Regions from separate parts of the Triticum aestivum genome. Here region 2 is linked to region 1. A link is a contact called in public Hi-C data. All regions are on one chromosome and are shown on one strand. The core of a region is the stretch at or near the end of the contact, and the rest is flanking DNA. Distances in the headings are between cores, read along the strand shown. Region 1 holds the start of LOC123190025 (protein DETOXIFICATION 49). Region 2 has its middle 33 kb from the start of LOC123190025.

Region 1 (5,773 bases), core at 2,159-4,658:
GAGAGAGAGATATGGCTTCGGCCAGGAGCAAAGCAACAAAAAAGGGGCACAGTGCCTGCCTCTCCACGACAAACGGGGAGCCGGGCGGGCGGGCAGGCGGATACATATGTGCTCGCTCGCTTGTCTACGCTCGAGCACGAGCGGGCCAATGGTGCCTTGACGCCGGCTAAAAATACACTCAACAAGGCACGTAGGCAGACGGTATAGGGCGTGGACCATCGCCGCCCGACACATGCAACCACTACATCGATTCACCGAGGCGGGCAGGCCAACAGTGCAAGCAAAGATTTGATGACTCGATCTCTTGTCCAGCGTCGTCTCGGCCGTGGTGGCAGCTGGGCGTCCGAGTCCAAAACGACGGACGCACGCAGAGAGAGACCTGACGTACCACGGAGCTGCATGGCCGCATCTGCATCGCCCAATCCCGGCCGTGCGTCCTGGACCATGCACCCACTGCTGCCCGCCCGGTTGGTCCTCTCCTCGGCCAAGACAAGGACGACGCTGTTGCTGCTACTAGTCCTCATGGACCCCGATAAATTTCCGTCATACTGTATGTAGGTTATATATACTCCCTCCGGTCCTTTTTACTCTGCATATTAGGCTTGTCTGAAGTCAATCTCATCCAACTTTGACCAAGTTTATATAAAAAATTATAGACATTCACATAACAACACCAATATCATTAGATTCATCTTGGGATATATTTTCATATTATATTTATTAAATATTATAGATGCTAATAATTTCTAATATAAATTTGGTCAAACTTAGCAAAGTTTGACATTCGGCAAAACCAATGTGCAGAGTAAAAAGGACCGAAGGGAGTACTAAGTACGCCCGCTTGGTCTTTGCAAATTAGTGTGGTGCCCTAAGGTGCATGCACTAATCGAGTTCCCCAATCCCCATGTATGCGCAGGTATTAAGCAAAGCCGCACATACTACAGTACTGCGCATGCATGCATGCATGCATGTTGGCTTGGACCGGACCTCACACAATGCAAGTTGCAGGGCAGAGAGGCCTAGATTTGCTCACGCGTAACATGGCATGTTGCACGGCGCACCTGTCCAAGATAATGATGATGCATGAAATCCCTATACGCAGGCCCATATTACTACTATTCTTAGTGTGCATCTGCTCCAAGACCGAAAGAAGCGAGTGGGTTGGGTGAGAGAGGCTACTTGATATGGGTAGCATCGCGGCACAAATGATTAGGTCGTCGCTGGATTGGGCAAGTGAAAACCACATGTACACTTGCATCTCCATCATCACCAACTCACCGAGAGAGAGAGAGAGAGAGAGAGAGAGAGAGAGAGAGAGAGAGCGAGAGGGAGAGGGAGAGAGGGAGAACCTGCCCATTGTTTCCCAATCACCTGGTTTTAAGCAAGCTTCTTGCCGCTTCTCACGGCCCAACTACAAGTTCCTGCCTCTTCTTTTATGGGCAAGATGCACCAAGGGCGGCAAGATGCAGAGCACCTTGGCTTAGCTTAGCTTAGTTATCAGACCCTCAAATCGCTACCACTAGTAGCTAACAACAAGCCGTAAAGATTCCAACTAGTGCCATAATTTTACCACTAGCCAACTACGGTGGTAGGTCTGGTTCAATGGCTTTTCTCACGTATGGCCGACCCTATTATGACTTATTGCGGCCTTTACCGACCGATCATAAACATCTTGGGCATTCGAAATTCTCTTGATCGTACTAGTCGTTAGCATGAAGAACAATATCCAAGTACGCTAGCTGTAGGTGTGTCTCTCTTCCTCTTCAGAGGAGAAAAAAAGGAGAGAGAAAAAACACACACACTCTGTCTGCCATCCAAATTCAAGCATTGGTCCAAGGGGCATCAATCTCTCAACTAAGCCACGGCAAGGTTGTACTTCTCTTTTTCAAACAGTTTTTTACAATATCGGTTTGCAGCATTGGAGCTGTATTTTGTGACTAGAAAAGTACAAGATGACAGACACAACAAATGACGGGTATACATATACATATAAAAACGAAGACGGCATTTGTCTATGGAACCCATTATCTCATCGTAGTTTAGTTATTCCCGGCCGTTTATTAGCTGCAGGCCGGCGAGGTACGGCGTGATGCCGCCGATTCAGAGACTTTTCTTAGTAGAAAACACGCTGAATCAGTAGGGTCTAGTTTGACTTTCAATACCCCAGCCTGCCTGCAGTGGACTTTGTGTTTTGTTTTCTCATCCCAAGCCTGCAATTGTCGTTGTCAACGCATAAAAGAAACCATTACAGCTCCAAAGAGATAAGTTGGTTGCCTCTCGCAACGTGGCCATGTATGAGCTCAAAGCAAAACTTTAGACAATGCCATTGTCCCTCCAGGTCTAGTAAAATAACACGCATTCGTACATGTATTCGCTTGCCTACATTTCCTGATAGTTTTGTATGTTGAAAGAATCGGTTTTTAAAAAGCTTCAGTACAACGAAGGAATGCGGGTCAAACATAAAGAAAATGGACAACCAAAATCTCGCCCGTGCCTGCATACATTCTAATGCACGGCGCTACTACTCTAGCCATACCTGTGAACCCAGCTTTGTTCGTATGCCATGTTTTCTAGTATCTGGATCTTTTGTCATGGACACGATCGACAAAATGCATCCGATCAAGAATCCTGCCCAATCCTCTTAAAATTTGGTTAACCGACAACAGCAAAGGTTTTAATGAAATTAATAGTCCTGTCAACTAGCAGTGACTTATGATTTAGGGCCTGTTTGGTTTCAATAAGTCACTCGACTTATAAGTCAGGTGACTTAAAACTAGTGACTTATAAATCACGCCTGTTTGGTTGTCACCTGACTTATAAGTCACCTGACACACCTTTCCACACCAATCAACATCATGCAGGTCGTGGGACCCACGCAAAAGAGGGGTGACTTATAAGTTTTAAGTTGGGGTGGAGCAACTTATGACTTATAAGTTGGAATGACTTATAAGTCGGGTCTGTTTGGCAAAATAAGTCACTTTTTTCACTTTTCGACTTATAAGTTGGTGACTTATTTGGAATCAAATAGGCCCTTATTACCTTAGACCAGTGCGACTAGCCTTTGCAGACGATGCTACTTAATTACTAGTGACTGTTACCGAGTTAGTTAAGGCAAAATCCGCAAAAAGGAAAAAGAAAAGCTAACGCGAAGGTGTGTAACTGAAGGGGGAAAAAAGAGCAAGTTGATGCTGTTGCTCAACACGGAGGTAGGAGTAGAAAGTATCCACGGGACGGAAGAAACGGACGGTAATTAACACGGGCGGCTCGCTGATGGACACAGCAGCAACGACAAAAACCATCCCGAGAAAGAAGTGTGAATTGTAATTGTAAACGGCACCCCTCCCTCCCTCCCTCCCCCCTCCGGCGCCTATATAAGCGGCGCCGCGAGCCTCCCATTTCCCCGCGCGGCGCAGAGCTCCACCTACCAAGCACCACCCGCCTCCGAAGAGGAGACAAGAGAAAAAAACGCTCCCCTTTCTTTCTCTCTCTCCCCCGTCCAAAACTAAACTGCGTCGTACTTGAGTAGGCGGTAAATTGCCCGGGAGTTACACCGCCCGGCGCCGTAAAAGCTCTGCGGAACCGCACGAGCGGCAGGGCGACGAGCAGAGCGCTCCTCTGTTTCCCTCCATGACGTCCTGCGGAGGCGCCACCGCGGCATGCCCGGACGGCCGCGTCATCACCGCCCCCCTGCTCGCCAAGCCGGGGGAGGTCGTCGTCCAGGTCTGCGGTGACGAGGCGGCCGCGCCGGTGCTCACGTGCAAGCCGCCCGGCCGGCTTGCCAGGGCGGTGAAGGAAGCCTGGTCCGTTTCTTTGGGCATCGCGCTCCCGATGATGCCGCCCGTGTCGGCCACCGCGGCCCGCGACGAGGCGCGCTCCATTCTCGGCCTCGCATTCCCGATGATCCTCACCGGGCTGCTGCTCTACCTCCGCTCCATGATTTCGATGCTCTTCCTCGGCCGTCTCGGCGGCCTGGCGCTCGCCGGCGGCTCCCTCGCCATCGGCTTCGCCAACATCACCGGATACTCTGTGCTCTCCGGCCTCGCCATGGGCATGGAGCCGATATGCGGCCAGGCATTCGGCGCGGGTAACTACTCGCTCATTGGTGTCACCGTGCAGCGGACGGTGCTCCTCCTCATCGCGGCCGCCGTCCCTATCGGTGGCCTGTGGATGCACATGCGGCCTCTGCTCCTCCTCTGCGGACAGGACGCCGGCATCGCCGCCGTCGCCGAGACCTACATTCTTGCCTCGCTGCCTGACCTCCTCCTCCAGGCATTCCTCCATCCCGTGAGGATATATCTCCGGATGCAGTCCATAAACCTGCCACTCACCGTGTGCGCCACGCTCGCCATTGCCATCCACCTGCCCATCAACTACGTGCTGGTGACCGTGCTCGGGCTCGGCGTCAAGGGAGTGGCAATGGCGTCCGTGCTGGCCAATCTGAACCTGCTCCTCTTGCTTCTCGCCTACATCTTCTTCAAAGGCGTCCACAAGCGCACCGGCGGCTTCGCGCTCTCCGCCGAGAGCTTCCGTGGGTGGGGCGAGCTCATCAGCCTGGCTCTGCCGAGCTGCGTGAGCGTGTGCCTCGAGTGGTGGTGGTACGAGATCATGATCCTGCTGTGCGGCCTGCTCCTGAACCCGCAGGCCACGGTGGCGTCCATGGGCATCCTGATCCAGACCACGTCGCTCATATACATCTTCCCTTCGTCGCTCAGCTTCGGCGTGTCGACGCGCGTCAGCAACGAGCTGGGCGCCGGGCAGCCGGAGCAGGCGAGCCGCGCGGCGACGGCGGGGATCATGCTCGGCTTCGCGTTCGGCGCCTTCGCCTCGGCGTTCGCATTCCTCGTCCGGAACGTGTGGGCGAGCATGTTCACGGCCGACCCGGCGATCATCGCGCTGACCGCGTCGGTGCTGCCGATCCTGGGCCTGTGCGAGCTGGGCAACTGCCCGCAGACGACGGGGTGCGGCGTGCTGCGCGGCAGCGCGCGGCCAAAGGACGCCGCCAACATCAACCTCCGGTCCTTCTACCTGGTGGGGACGCCGGTGGCGCTGGTGCTGGCCTTCTGGTTCCACTACGACTTCGAGGGCCTGTGGCTGGGGCTGCTGGCGGCGCAGGCCACCTGCATGGTGCGCATGCTCCTGGTGATCGGGCGCACGGACTGGGCGGCCGAGGCCAAGCGGTCGAAGCAGCTCACCGGCTCCGACGCCCAGGGCAAAGTTGGCGCGGCCGACGGAGACGAGAAGTCGCGGCTGCTTATGGACGACGCGGACATCGAGCGGCCGAACGATCGGTGTTGATAGCTACCACGACACAGCTTGAGCCGGGGGGCGTGTGCATTGTAATCTACTCCCTCTTCTGCTGCTTCTTATTTTTACCATTTTTATTCCCTCCCCCGTTGGCCATATTTTGGGCGGTGGGGGAGGAGCTAGGGGCTGACAAATTTTGCTCACATTTGCTAATGTAGCCATGTAAAGATTTTGCTGATTGTTATTAGAGAAGATCGGGAAAAATATCTACTCCTCCTAGTACGTAGTAGTAGTACTTGTTTGGTTTTTTTTTTGAAAACAGCAGTAGTAGTACTTGTTGGAAGGAAGGAAGGAAGGAAGTAAGTTTTGAGACAGAGGAACAATCCGTCCCCTGCTTCCCTTTCGCTTGCTCCGGGTCGGTGTCTGGTCCAGGGAGGCCGGCCGGCCGCGTGACGACCCGGTCACCGGGCCACCCAGTAAAACCGCACGCACCATCAGGTCTAAAGTCGCGTGGCTTCCTTGGCTGCAG
Region 2 (6,430 bases), core at 2,709-5,208, 33 kb after region 1:
GTGCAGCAGCGTCACATCGGGATACGGCAGCGGCTGGCGGTTCTCCCAGTGCCACTCTGCCTGGTGCACTGGCACGTTGACGCGCTGCCTTTGCCGGCGAGGCGCCGGTGGGGGTGGGAGAAACTCGGAGGGGAAAGGGGTGGCGGGGGACTTGCCCTTGGCCTTGCTGCCGCTGGCGCCGGAGAAGAGGCCCATCGTTGCTGTGGCTGCGGTGGCTAGGGTTTGCCGGCGACGAGGGAGCAAGGGTGGGCAGATGGGGACGGCGAGTTTGGATGAGGACGGCCCCGCCGCAGGTCGGTTTAAAAAAGGACGAGCGCCGTCGCTGACGCATGGGCCCGTCATCATAAATTAAGCTGACTGCGTGGGCAGCGAGTAGTTGGACGGCCGCCATGTGGGGACGCGGCGGATAGCGAGAAGGCGCGTGAAGCGTCCGTTCGGCGTCCGCGCCGACGCATCTGGGGCACAAATTCAGGCCACAAATGCATCGGCGCGGACGCGACGCAGACGTGATTTGGGTTTGGGTCGGCGCATTGGGCCGCCACTTTTGTCCGCGCCGACCCAAACGAACGCAGGCGAACGAAATGGGTCGGCCCTTTGGAGTTGCTCTAATCGCCCAGTTGGCGGATAAGGCTTTGTATAATGGAAGGTGCTTAGAGAGATGCTTGGTAAAGTAAACCGAGTTCTTCTTAAACGTCGGTGTTTATTTCTACAAAACAGACGCTTAATTAAGCGTCTATCCTTTATAAATAAGCATCAGTGCTTAGAGAAAAACTGGTTTATTTCTTTAAGCCATCTACTCCAAGCACCTTGCATTATACGGGGCCTAATACATCTGAGAGATTGGTGCCGGTGATTCGTTCCCGGCCGGCTTTCTTCCGTTTCTCCAAGGTCATGTCCCCTGCTTCTTGGCCAAGCCCGGGAGGTGTCTCCAGCAGATGGAAATGTGTTTATGTATAGGCGAATCATGGCTCTTCCGTGCCCTCAATGTATGCATGGATCATGACGCCTACATCCCATTGGGGGGAGAAGTTGATTACACTTCCCACTTTGTACTGTCTGCGCGTAGGCTCAATACTTAATCGTGCATCCGTACATTGTCCCAGGCCTACTTGATCTAGGTCAAAATTAAGGAACTGCTACACGACGACCTAAGTTAAATACTCCAATGGTATTACTCCCTCCTTCGTTTCAAATTAGTTGTCTTAGATTCGTCTATATACTGATGTGCCTAGCACTAAAAGGTGTTTAAGATAATTAATTTGGGATGAAGGGAGTAGTAGGCAAAGAAAAGGAGAAGAGTACCACCTATACATATGTAATGAATCATGCTATTTGAAATGTATAGCTTTCACATATCTAACGATCTGTGGACAAAATAGGCTAGCAACGGTCAAAAGTTTTGGGGCATATTTGATCTCCCGAGCACTAAACTTCAAAGATCTTTTTACTAGTCAATTTTGTTTTTATTTTAACATCAGACATCTATGGCATAATTAGACTATAGCAAAGATGTGTCGTTGTGTCGATAAACTAAAAGGGTGTTTTACTTCTAAGTATTCCAAGTAAGGTAAGCTCCACAATGTAAAGATTGAAGTATATATTCTAAATGAACTCATATCTATATATTAAATAAATAAATACATCAGATGGAGGAAACTTCTCGCTTCTTTCTATTCAGATGAAAAGGGAGAGAAAGTGGATTCCTAGTCACATGCTATAAAATTCAGGACGAATTGGAACCGTTAACTAGAATTCTCTTTTTTATGAATAGAACAAGGAAGGACTTGAAACATAACTGATGCACTAAAACATACATGAAAGTTCTTCGAAGTCGATTCCTCTGGCTCCGTCTTTTGAGTTTTGAGCTAACAGTGGAAAAACTACAGAGGAACTGCAAAAGCTAGATTGACCCATAGGTTTTGAAAGGTTGCATGCGTCGCCCACCCCAATATAGGTAAGAACATAATATCGTTGAACGTACTATGATGGAAGGAGACACCCACTATGATGGAAGGAGACACCCACCGCAAGACAGGATCCTGAATTGTTGTTTCATTACCGTATTTCGGGAAGAAAGATTGTGAACACAAAAACGTGAAACTAGAGAACCACATTGTGCGAACAAACTTGGCCTCACTGTCGCCTTAACATGTCGAATCGTCGGACAATAATCTTCCCAATGTGTGTCATCTCGGCTATGATTACCATTAGGACGATGGTTGGGCAAGGTGACTCTTAATTGTGTATGATACAACATTGCCTACATTGTCAAGACCTCATACCATAGATACACAACATACATCATGAAGAAATACTTAGACTGTGTTCCGACACTTCTCCATCGTCCCCATGCCCCGTCCCTCCTTGTTGTCGAAGTGGGCACCGAAGACTAGAAAAACCAGCAGAACATTGCTTGATATTTTATCACACACACAAATTTTTCTTTGACAAAAACCGTAAATTATACCGTGTCGCCGTTCAGCTTATTCCTCATATGCATCATTCATATGTCCTCTATCACGTCTTGGCCAGCCTATGGACCTTCTCTCATGATAATAATATATATACAGTTTGAAGATTATCGATCGTAAGATACTAGAGGACACAGACGAATCACCGCGTTTCACACTTGGTGTTTATCTCTCTCTTAACGAAATTAGCCTTTTGCTTCTTCTAGTTCACCGCCGCCACCTTCGAGTTGCGGCGTCCATGCATGCATATCTTCACCCATGGGCGATGGAGCCAATCGAGCAGGTCGACATCTCGTCCGGATCACATCAAGGGGAAAACAAATACTAGAAAAACCTGCCTCTCCCGTACGTTACCATCGTCGCGTAGCTGTATGCATGTACGCGTCTCCAAGGCTACTCGACGTTGTTAACAGCTGCACGACCTGTGATAGATTCGATATTTTGTTGTTCTTCCAAGGCAATCTAGGAGTATTTTTACTTGCATGATGGCACGCACCACGTCGGCACGTACGCACGGCCCCTATCTTGTGCCGTCAGGCCACGTCCTTCCCTTGCGATTTCCATTGTTTCGCTCGTACGTACTCGCGTTGCGTGGGTTGGATTATATATAGAGATAAAACGAGTCAGCGGTGCAAGTACGGCGGCCGGACCGGCGACCGGCCGCGCAAATCCTGTCAAACTCACGGGACCCAGTATCCACCGACTCGTACAGCGACGCCGATAGATCGCACCTGGCCGTGCATGCATCTTCGATCGGCCCGGCGCACGGCCGGCCGGCGGCGGCAGCTGAATACTAATCGCATCGCATCGCATGCATGCATGGCATTGGCGACTTGGTTTCAACGGGAGAACACTCGAAGAAACAAACAGCTTCCTAGTGGAGTTATGAGACCCTCGTCCTCGGTGGTTCGGTGGCGTTCGTGGCCAGTAGGATCCGTCGCTTCCGACGACCGGTTTCAGCTTCCGGGACGCATCCGGAGACTACGACACCACCGCGACGCACGCACGCCATTTTCGTGCGGCAGCGGAAGGAGCGAAAAGCGGCCGAGTCGATGACCCGTGCAGATTAAGATGGATGGACTGATGCCTAAAACACGAACTGTAAACTAGTGTGGTCAATTCAATTCCGCCACGGCAAACCCGCCGCGAAAAGAACGAACGTGTCTATCTTGCCGCGGCCGCAACACCGCCGCGCTTTGAACAGCGGCCAGCCGAGCTAGGCTAGGCCGGGGGGAAGAGAAACCACGCACGTCGCCGGGAGATATGGCTGAGGGCGACGGCCGGCCCTCGTGACCCGTGAGCTGGTTTCGCCTTTTCTGCACCGGCCGGGGGCAGCGGCGGGCGAGGGGCTCGTGACGGCCGTGTCTGGTGGCGGGGAGCACGGGGCGATCCGGGGGAAAATCCAGTCGGGTGACGGTGGATCCATCCGTCCCGTCCCCGTGCGTCGCTGCTGGCCAGTTGTGGAAGCGGGTGGCGATGGGGCGGGCCGCGTTGCACCTGCACCGGTGGAAAGTCGTGACAGCGAGCGGTTGGTTGGTTGGTGCGTCGGGGTGGTCATTAGACGGCCGCCGACGACGCGGCGGCGGTCGCACTCGGGGCGCCCAAGCTGGACCGCTGAATTGGTTGCTTCCGAGGAAACATTCAGCGCCGTCGCTCGTCGGCACCGGTCTTTTCCGGTTTCGACCCAACCTTGAGGAAAATGATGGAACAACCTGGGGAAACTTACTACTAATACGATCCAGCCAGGTGATTCCCCGGTACGTACGTACGTATGAGTTATGACCTAGTCCAAGCACAAGGTTGGCAATGCATGTCTGACCGTACCATGTCGTGTTGCCATCCGTTTCGGCCCGAGACACGTAAAATCTTCCCGCTCTTCAGTCTCGGTCATCTGCTCTCGCTCTCCCCCTGATTTGGTCCTTCCAGATGCAGAGATGCTGGGTTTGATTTTCTTCCGTTCCTACATGTACGCACGCACGCACGGTCGCACGAGGACTTGTACTGCTGTCAAAATCAGGCTGCAGCACAGCAGCAGGTTGCTACCTTGCATTACTGTACTATTTAGGCCCATAATTTAAGGCCTGATTGCATCCGGGTTCCGTTAACTGCATGAGGCACGCCTCGTCAACCGGCGACGGGTGCAGCGCGGGAGAAGAGGCGGGGAGATATCGTTTTCTTCTCCCGGATTCCTCGTCCCTCTTCAAGGTGCACGTTCGCTCGGCTGGGGAATGTCAAGCTCGACGACCAAAAATACAGAAAGTTAGATAGATAACCCGCAAAGATAAGGTTTCATATGGCTACGCTGTACTGCTAGTATTAGGTACTGTAGCCACTACTGTACTAAGTCTGTAATGTATGTGGGGTCTCATGGGTAAGCTTTTTCTTAGCTCAGATTGCTTTGTTTAGCATATCAATCAGCTGGGATAAGCTAGTAAAACAACGTCGTCTGAGGGATCACATTATCTAGGGCTTCACTCGTCCTAGGACAGAACTGGGCAGAGCAGCCATGAGGGCGAGGGAGCAACGAGCGCGGAATCAGAATCTCGGAACGGAAGACGATAATAAAGCAAGGAAAAGGAGCGCTCATGCATATGCATGGAGATGATAGGAGGTGGTGTGTTGACTGTTGGCTATGCGTCTCAATAGTTTAGCAGTTTCAAAATGATTGGAGCTCGCACCGGTTCCGGTCCAGGGGGGTGCCCTCCGAATCTCCGATGGAGGTTCTGTTGGTTGTGGTGAGTGGCTTAGTGCTATGGCCGATATACATGCATCTTTGTCAGTGCTCTTGTCAATGCACACTGCTCCGTATTATGTGGTGTACTTTGCTACGTGCTGTCATGTGTCAACCGTCCTTGAAGAATCTGTTTGAAGTGAAGGAACTGTGCCAGGATGGACAGAGGTAAAGTGCTTATCTAGTTATCTGTCAATAGATTAACACTTGCAGTGTTCAGAGCGGAAGTGGCACACCGCACTTGCCGAATAACCGAACATATCCAAAGTACTACTAGTTCGGTAAAGGATCTCCTTTTGATAGAAAGAAGCTCACTTTGGTAAAGCTCATAGCGTGCATATTTCCTAGAACTTTTTCAATACCCGCAGAAGCAGAATCGTATAAAACAAAAACTTTATAACCGAAAGGAAATTCAGATGTTCAAAATTTTCTTATAAATTCGACAGCTGGTTCTACTATTGATGCAGGGACGAAGGTATTGGAAGACAAGTCACAAATGGGAAACCACATGGTAAAACTGAAGAAGCTGCTAGATGAACAGTTATAATCCTACCGATACAGGTTTAATTGCGGGAATGTGGATACAGTTAACTGAAGAACCATAAACTAAAGGTACATGTTTGATGAAAATCGCCCCCAAGGTTGTGTTTCACATTGCGGTAGATTATAATAATCCCGTTTGCCCAACCCATTTTGTCTACTTTAGAGTTTATTATTTGACCCATTTCCGCTTACATTTGCGTCTAATCCGTACAGCAGATTAAAAAGTAAACGCAGCTAGTACAACCGAGTACTTGCTGAATTCATTTTTCGAATTCTTTAGAATCTGACTTTGCTGCATGGTGTACTATTACGAACTGTCTCATGATGTTCTGCTGTTGAAACGTCAGTTATAATATAAAAAAGGCTTTCATCCCGCTTTATAAATAAAGCAATGAAGTTATAATACACAAACAAAGTCAATGCATAGCCAAATCATCGCAGCCAATCTGGTGTGCATTTCACGCCGTTGACGAATAATGAACTGTTGGATACAGTACATAATGCGTGCAAAGTAACATAAAAGGTCTTTTTTGCTATACACCACAAGCATTATCAGGCCAGGGGTTATCCTCCTTTTTGAAGAAAAAAAACCACAAAGCACTATCTACCATCTCAAGTATATATGTACTAATAATAGCCATTAGTTCTGAGTTATATGTATCCATATATCATATGGAGATGTCCT

What was found. Hi-C and Micro-C count contacts between places; a contact is called where the count stands out from the background.
Region 2: a contact with region 1 is called in a Hi-C map of leaf, with 2.5 times the contacts expected there. The contact joins the enhancer-like site here to the promoter of LOC123190025 in region 1. A contact is called at or near these places in 2 of 5 Hi-C or Micro-C datasets (leaf and root) and 1 of 1 datasets of contacts at active chromatin or transcription factors (leaf).

What each region holds. Positions count from the first base shown.
Region 1 is chr2A:656,640,612-656,646,384 of IWGSC CS RefSeq v2.1, forward strand. It overlaps LOC123190025 (protein DETOXIFICATION 49), which reads left to right and starts at 3,409. Exons shown (of 1, transcript XM_044602570.1): 1 at 3,409-5,523. The coding sequence starts at 3,628. The coding sequence ends at 5,295.
Region 2 is chr2A:656,673,538-656,679,967 of IWGSC CS RefSeq v2.1, forward strand. No RefSeq gene overlaps it. Among protein-coding and RNA genes, the nearest start is that of LOC123190025, 33 kb to the left of the region's middle. Within about 2 kb of position 3,959, at least 2 of the 8 cell types and tissues checked have an H3K27ac peak or open chromatin away from gene starts, as enhancers often do. A contact at or near this core is called in leaf and root, where this site is marked.